Linked DNA regions of Gossypium hirsutum: region 2 is linked to region 1. A link is a contact called in public Hi-C data. All regions are on one chromosome and are shown on one strand. Each heading gives the region's core, a stretch centred on a gene start, on an enhancer-like site or on the middle of the called end of the contact. The rest is flanking DNA. Distances are from core to core; before and after follow the strand shown. Region 1 holds the start of LOC107892259 (40S ribosomal protein S17). Region 2 holds the start of LOC107892253 (nuclear pore complex protein GP210).

Region 1 (4,186 bases), core at 658-3,157:
GATTTATAATATAAGAATTTTTCCATAGCCATCCCAAGCTCTCATACATGTTCATACTTATAATATAATTTTAAAATTGGGTATTTGTATAATTACCTACGTAAATACTTCAATTGTCACCCTCCCCTTAAGAATTGAAATGTGTAATTGGGATGCTTTAATTATACCCAATTTGGTAGGACTCATCAATTATAGTGGTTATCCAAACATACCACTTTTGTGTAATTAGAAGTAATTATTAAGTGGATTTCTAAAAATTACCTTAAAAGGATATAAATATGCCAAAAAAAAAAACCCAAAGTCTACCATGCATTTAGTAAAAAAAAATGATAATAGAATATACAAAATGATAGTATAGAGGTCAAATTGATAAAAAAAAATTATATAAAGTATCAAAATGATAATTTAGTTATAATATAGAGGTCAAAAGAGATATTAAGCTTAAAAATGTTTTTATTTAAATTTAATTATAAAAATATATAATATTAATATATAAACAGTAAAAATAAATCAAATTTAAACTTAGGAAGTTTTTATTTTTATATATATATAAAGTGTAGATCTATGAACGAGTCCAATTACAATAATGAAATTTGGATTCAGCAGAAAAATAGAGCTAAATCACACATTTCTCCGTACAATTAGTTAACAAATTTTAATTAAATATTAATGAATTAATTGAACTAAACATCCTCAAATTATGACTGTTATTTTAAACTAGTCTTTAAATTTAAAATATTCTAATTACATCTCTGAATTATTGATGTTATATTAATTAGGTTCTTTCATTATTAAAATTGTTAATTAATAATTAAATGACATAACAAATCATATGCAGCTAAATTTAAAATGAATTTTTTTAGAAAAAAACATTGCCGCATAACTTTTAAAAGTAAAAACTAGAAATAAAGTAAAATTGAAAAAAGAGAAAGTGAATGACAAAGCCTTTGTAAAAGCTTCGAAAACCTCAAAACAAATATTTTTACAAGATCTATTTTTACAATATTCATTTTAAACTATGTCAAATACGATCTCACATATAGTTTAACAGCTAAATTAACAATTTTAGTAACAAAAAGATCTAATTGATATAATCTTAATAGGTTGGGATGTAATTAGAATGATTTGAAGTTTAGGGACCAATTTAAAATAAGGGTCATGGTTTGGGGATGCATAGTGCAATTAACTCAATAACCCCCCAGTAATACTCCAACTGCCTCCTAAAATTCCTAAACGAGTCATAAAGGGTATAACAAACATACCTTGCCTCCACATTGAATCAATAATGGGATCGGAGAGATCAAAAACAGCTAATTCATATAATGCATACGGCTCTGATTGTTGGTTGGGCCGGTTCAATGGCCCTATATGAATTAGCCGTTTTTGATCCCTTCGATCCCGTTCTTTATCCAATGTGGAGACAAGGTATGTTCGTTATACCCTTCATGACTCGTTTAGGAATAACCAATTCATGGGGCGATTGGAGTATTATAGGGGGGACTATAACAAATCCAGGTATATTAATAATAAGAATAATGGTAAATTACGCCCATGGTCATTCTAAAATAAGATCTGTCCTATTTTGACCACTCCATTTTTTTTCTCAATTTAGTCACTCTAAATAAGATAATTGTGTGAATTGTCACTACGGTTAAATTTTTTGTTTTTTTAAGGGATTGTTGATGTGGCATATTAGCACATTGAGTGACTAACACGTGATACTTTTTTGTTGACTTTTGACTAAAGTTGGGAAAAACTTTTAGACTAATTATAAAGAGATCCCTAAACTTTAGTCAAAAGTCAACAAAAAATACCACGTGTTAGTCACTCAATGTGCTAATGTCAACAATATGTTAGAAAACAGAAATTTTAACAAAGTGAACAATTTACACAAATTTTCTTGAGTAAATTAAAAAAAAATAGAATAATCAAAAGCCATATTTTAGAGTCACAATGAGTTCACCCTAAAAATGAAAAAGAAAATTCGTTGCACTTTTACCCTTTATAGAAAGGGCTCAAAAATTTCATCACCCATATATATGAACCCTACTTTCGCACTCTGAAAACCCTAGCCCTTCATTGCTCTTCCACCTCCGCAAATCCCCGCCCAACTCTCCCCCGCCGCCACCGCCGCCGCCGCAGATCCAAGCAATGGGCCGCGTCCGTACCAAAACAGTGAAGAAATCCTCCCGTCAGGTCATCGAGCGCTACTACTCTCGCATGACCCTCGATTTCCACACTAACAAGAAGATCATCGAAGAAGTTGCCATTATCCCATCCAAGAGGCTCCGCAACAAGATTGCCGGCTTCTCGACCCATTTGATGAAACGGATCCAGAGGGGTCCGGTTCGCGGCATTTCCTTGAAGCTCCAAGAGGAAGAGCGTGAGCGCCGCATGGATTTCGTCCCCGATGAATCGGCCATCAAGGTCGACCAAATCGAAGTTGATAAGGAAACTCTTGATATGCTTTCGGTTCTTGGGATGTCTGATATTCCGGGGATTGTTAAGGTTGATCCAGTCGCCGTTGTTCCTCAAATCGGGTTCGGCCGTGGTGGTGGACCCGGAAGGAGGTTTTAATTGGTTAGTGTCCGTCTATTTGATGGGTTCTTAATTTTAAGTTCATTATGTTTTATTTTTTGGGTAGTATTTAAATTTTGTGTTTCTTGTTGGAACAATATTAGTTTTTATGTTAAATGGTACTGGAATTTGTTGAGTTTGATGTGCGCTTTCTTTTTAAAAGCATTTGAAATGAGAATCTTTTTAGTTTCTGCGATTGTTGATTGCCATTTATTTTATTTTTTCTTTGAATTTCATTTTTGTATACTGAGGTATTATGTTGATTGATTGAAATGGTGAATTTGAGAATAACGCCCCATTTTCGATTCCAATTTTGGGATTTTATTCATTAGATGAAAGGTTGAGGTAAAGAATCCCAATTCTGGTTATTTTGTTTTCAATCACATGTTCATGTTCTGCAATTTTTAATGGCAATTGTGAGCAAGGAACTAAAAGATTGTATGGTTCAATTTTAAAGTTGTATTCTTTGTGCTGTGGGAAAGGCATCCATGGAAATGGTGGGTTTTTCATTAAGCCAACTTGCATAATCCTTGGGCTCATATCTTTCTTTTTATCTTTGTATTTCCTGATCATGGTTGGATTTGAACATGAATAAATACCGAAAAAACACAAACCAATTTGGTTTCTCACATCTGCTAGCAGATTTATCACTTATTTTAATTAGTGGTTGAGTTTGTAACATTGGAAGTTTTGAACTGGAATGTGTCTTTAGAAGTCGTTAATGAACTCAATTTTGTGTATACATCTATGATTATAATTCTTGGAAAGTTCACAACCTTATAATGCATTCATGTAACTGTTTGTAGATTAGCGGTAGAGCTTCGGCATTTTCTTCTTCCTTATTTCTTGTTTGTTCTCTCTCTGCAAATACTTGCATTTTATCTCTTGCGTTTCTTTAGAGTAGATCAGACAATGATAGATTAGCTTAGTCATCTAATGGAGGTTCCTGTGTTATTTCAACCCCTGGATTCTCTCTTTCTTTTCTCTTGCAGTTTGTGTTCGGATCATTTCGGGTTGTTTTAGTTTCAGATTAGTTTCGAGTTAAGGGTCATATGAGGTTAGGGTTATCTGAGTCTGATTCTTTTTGGGTTGGGAAGGTTAGGTGGTGAAGTTATTTCATTTCGTTCTAGGCAGTAGTTACATCTATGTTGCTTCAACTGTTAAAGTTGTGTATATCTTACCATGGGTATGAGAACTAATAGAAAAACTTGACAATTGTTAACTAAATGGGAGTTGGACACATACAATAAGGCCTGTGTTACCTCTTCACTAACAATTGTGGGTTGTAATGGATCCTAGAGAGTTGTATTTTGAGCAACCATCTCATTCTGGAGAGCTCTGTACATTATATAATATCAAGAGAGAGAGCAGTAAATAGTTTGATTGACTGTGGCTTTTTAAGGTTTTATTTCTTCTAAAGAAATTATGGACATGGTTGAACAAACTTGAACCCTCATGTTTGGCGCTTCAATTAATTAAAACCATTACGGGAAGATAATTAACAGATTAGACATTTTTTTACTATATTATGTTCAAGGATGAAATTGAAATCAAATATTTAAAATGGATTATTTTGGTAAAAATCCAGAATTAATCAAATAAAATTTGG
Region 2 (4,337 bases), core at 1,103-3,602, 180 kb after region 1:
ATAAGTTTTGATGTACTTTAAATTCTAGTAGTGATTAGAAGTAGATCTATACTTTATTTATACTTCTTATGCCTATAAATAAAAACTTTGGAAAAGTTTTGTAGATATCCTAATTGATAAATAAAAATACATTCTCTCTTTACTCTCCTATCCTATTTGTTCTATATTATCTGTCTTTTATTTTATAACAAAAATCAATTTCTTATAATTAATAAAAATTAAATGTGTGATATTAACATTATATATATAATATTAATATATTGGAAATCTAATATATAATAGATAACATCAATATATTGGTAATCTAATCATTAATGTATAAATTTATTTATTTATTCTTAACTTATATGTCAAAACTCAAAAAAAAATAAATATATTTTATAATTAAATTAAATATTAAATTTTTTATAAATATCAATTGCATCTTACCAAATTGATTTGATTCAACACAAATCTTGACTCGACAAATAGTATGACTCATATCAATTTGAGAAATTAAGATAAAAAAAATCAAGTAAGAATTAGTATTTTGTATTATCTTGAATATAAAATTACAATCACAATAAATTATTAATACAAATAATAATTATAATTATATTACATAATTATTTTAAAATTATTATTTTATTAATAATATTTTTATTATCAATGAAATAGTTGTTATTACTTAATTAGACTTTGGACTCATATTAAAGTACACTTATTATTTTAGATTAATTATCACTTAATTATTGTTACGATTATATACCGATTAAAATCAATATTTAACACTATAAATATGTGTATTAGTAAGACATTTTAGTTCAAAATAACATTTAAAGAATTACTGAAAAAATGATATTTTAGTATTATTTAATAGATTTTCTTTTCATTACAAAAAAATATAATTTTCTTTATTATTTGAGATGTTTAGTTATTATTATTTGATATTTGACAGTTTTACTAATATATGATTTTAATAATATTTACATAATTGTGAATATTGTTTACTACTGTAATTATAAAATATTACATCAAAGACAATGAAGTAATACAATAATGGTTCTGTGTAAAATGGCATTGTTTATTGATAATGCTATTTGTTATTATGTTGTGATTTTAATAATATTATGTTGCTCGCCATTGATTATTTTATTTAATTACTTAATATTTTACTATCAATTGTTTCACATTTTTTTTTTATTACTTTAAAATGTTATTTTATTATTTCAAATATTTTTTAAAATTAATAGACTTTTATTATAAATTAGATAAATTTTCATTTAATTACTAAATATATATTTTAAAAAATTTATAAAAACTATATTATTTAATAAAATTTAAAAATAAACATGTAAAATCACAAACAATTTACGCGACATGAAACTAGTATATATTATAGGAATGAGTATTTTGATAAATAAAAAATTAAAAAAAATTGAAAAGCGTTATCATGATTAAAATAATATTTTTAATTTAAGGGGGGGGTGGTTAAAAGTTGGATTCTCGAGCTTAAAAAGAAAAGGAAAAAGAAAAGCAAGATTCTTGTATAAAGTTTGTATAAACTTGGTTCACGTTACATGCAGATTTGTTAATCCTATTAAATTCTATGAAATGTGTATAAAAATGTAAACTACCATTTTAGAATACAATTGTTAGATTAAAATAATATATAATAAATAATAAAATAATTTTAACGTAAGTGATTAAAATGATCGAATTATGTAATGTGAGTATCTAAATTACAAATTTTTTATTTTTGAATATTTAAAATAAAAATTTCTAATAGTTAAATGATCATTTGTGCAATTTACTTTAATAATAACATGTAAAATATGTACAAAATTAAAATGTAAATATTATACTAAAATAAAATATGTATAATACAATTAAAATTTAAATATCATATTATATTAAAATAAAATTTTAATTTAATAATAAAATTAATATTTTATTGATTTAAATAACACCATCCATATAAATTTTTTATTGGATTTTTTAGCAACTCAGTCATAAGGAGCAAACAAAGATTTTAGTCACTTTTATACATTTGATTATTGGAAAACTGGGAATTCGGAAAACCGGGAATGGAGTGAACTGAAAATCACCCAGCACCCCTCAAATTGATCATCTAAAACATTGGTATGCGCAAAAAGGTAGCAATATTTTTCAACAGTCAAACCCTAAAGAAGCATGGACGGCGACTCCTTAGCAAAACGACTAGTAGATAAAAGCCACTTTTACAATTTAAACGACGAACAAACTGATACCAAGTCGTAAACCACGTGACAAGCAACATCCCTATTGGTACCAAAATATAAAACTACCTCCTTTTTTATTACCACCAATCATCTCCCGCCACGTACTCCCACCGCTCCCCCCTTCCTCTAAACCCCCTCTTAAACTTCTCTGCTGTTGCTGCTTAGGGCTTCCTCCTCCTCCTTCAAAAGAGCTCAACTGTCACTAAATCTTTTACTATGCGCAAGCTTCCCTAGCTCTGGCTTTAGCAAAAACGTCGATGTCAAAGATGATTCGCTTCATTTTTTGTCTTTTTTCCACTGTTTCGTTAACGGCGGTGATCGGAACGGCGTTGCATTCGAGCTCTGGTCCTCACATAGCTGACGTCAACATACTTTTACCTCCGAAAATGACGAACCCCGTCGAATATCGGCTTCAAGGAAGCGACGGTTGTTTCAAATGGTGCTTTCTCCGTACATTTGAAAACATTACGTATATTTCTACGAATTCGAAAACGTATGACTTTTTTTTTATCACGGTTTTTTCAGGTCGTGGGACCATCATGAGATTTTATCAGTTCTGCCGGAGTATAATGTGACCAATCATTGCTCGACAAGTGCACGGCTGAGATCGATTGCGCCGTACTCCGGTAGAAAAGAAACTGCGGTTTACGCTAGGGACGTGCACACTGGAACCGTGATCCGGTGCAAGGTTTTCATTGATAATTTTGATAGAATTCAAATATTTCATAATTCTATTAAGCTTGATCTTGATGGACTCGCTACTCTCCGAGTTCGTGCCTTTGATACTGAAGGTAATTTCAAAAATTAGGAACACACACACACACACACACACACACACACGAATAGACTAACATTCACTTCGTTTGATTATTGCTTTTCTTACTTAAAGAAAAGAATGATACCGAAGAATTAGTAATTTACAAAAAAAATTATTCGAATAACTATGTGCATGATTTTAGTTTTATATGGAAAGAGATCGTAATTTTTTGATTTTGGTCATTTGTTAGTTAATTATGATTTTTTTATTGCAACATTTTATTAAGTAAATTGTAACGAAGCATGTCAGCCAGTGGTGAAGACAACTAAGTTAGCATTATGTTACTTTTAGCTTATATCGAAGAACATTCACTCTTATTGTTTATTTTTTGGTTTTTGTGTGTGTATATATATTATGGTTTATTATCTTCACTTTTTACTTGTATTCCAGACAATGTGTTTTCATCATTGGTGGGTTTACAATTCATGTGGAAGCTGATGCCAAAAACTAGTGGGTTGAGTCATCACCTTGCCCATGTTCCTTTGAAGGATTCTCCCTTAAGTGACTGTGGTGGACTGTGTGGTGACTTAGATATCCAGATAAAACTTGAAGAAAAGGTAATTGTGTGGTACAGTTTCTGTAGTAATGAGTTGACTTGTAATCTTGCATTAAATCGAAACTTATTCTGTAATATATGCTGCAGGGTGTATTTTCAGATTTATTTGTTGTAAAAGGCATTCATATTGGCCATGAGAATGTTTCAGTACAATTGCTTGAGCCACCGTTAAAGGGCATGGGTGATAAGATTGTTCTAACTGTTGCAGAAGCTATGTCACTATATCCACCGTCACCTGTTTTCGTCCTCATTAAGGCTACTCTCCATTATAGTCTTAAGGTTATCCGTGAGAATGTTCCTCAAGGTTTTCTTTTCTGAATCCCTTCATTAACATGTTCTAGTAATTGAATTGATGGGTGTTTCTTTATGCTGTCAAGTCCATTTGGAGTAAACTGGCTATTTTTGTTGCATTGATTGATATTCTTAGGAAAAGACTAAGTATCTTTCAACTGGTATTTGCAGAGGTATCTCTTCCATCGCCGCATCATCGATGGTCTGTCACAAACAGTTCAGTTGCTGAAATGGACTCTACGATGGGTGTCATTCATGCGCTAACATTGGGTGAAACAACTGTCATTGTTGAAGATACTAGAGTCGATGGCCATAGTCAGATGTCATCTCTTAAGGTGGTCTTGCCAGATACCTTGTCTATGTACATATCACTATTTTCTGCTTCCGGTGATCCAATAGAAGGAATGGAACCCATTCCACCTATGGCACGTTG

Evidence for each region. Hi-C and Micro-C count contacts between places; a contact is called where the count stands out from the background.
Region 2: a Hi-C map of leaf shows a contact between it and region 1, with 2.3 times the contacts expected there. The contact joins the promoter of LOC107892253 here to the promoter of LOC107892259 in region 1. A contact is called at or near these places in 9 of 34 Hi-C or Micro-C datasets (anther, callus, leaf and 1 more).

Annotation. Positions count from the first base shown.
Region 1 is chrD09:9,306,704-9,310,889 of Gossypium_hirsutum_v2.1, forward strand. LOC107892259 (40S ribosomal protein S17) reads left to right here and starts at 1,908. Exons shown (of 1, transcript XM_041101674.1): 1 at 1,908-2,773. The coding sequence starts at 2,152. The coding sequence ends at 2,577.
Region 2 is chrD09:9,487,772-9,492,108 of Gossypium_hirsutum_v2.1, forward strand. LOC107892253 (nuclear pore complex protein GP210) reads left to right here and starts at 2,353. Exons shown (of 36, transcript XM_016817277.2): 1 at 2,353-2,679; 2 at 2,766-3,031; 3 at 3,448-3,614; 4 at 3,701-3,917; 5 at 4,076-4,337. The coding sequence starts at 2,498.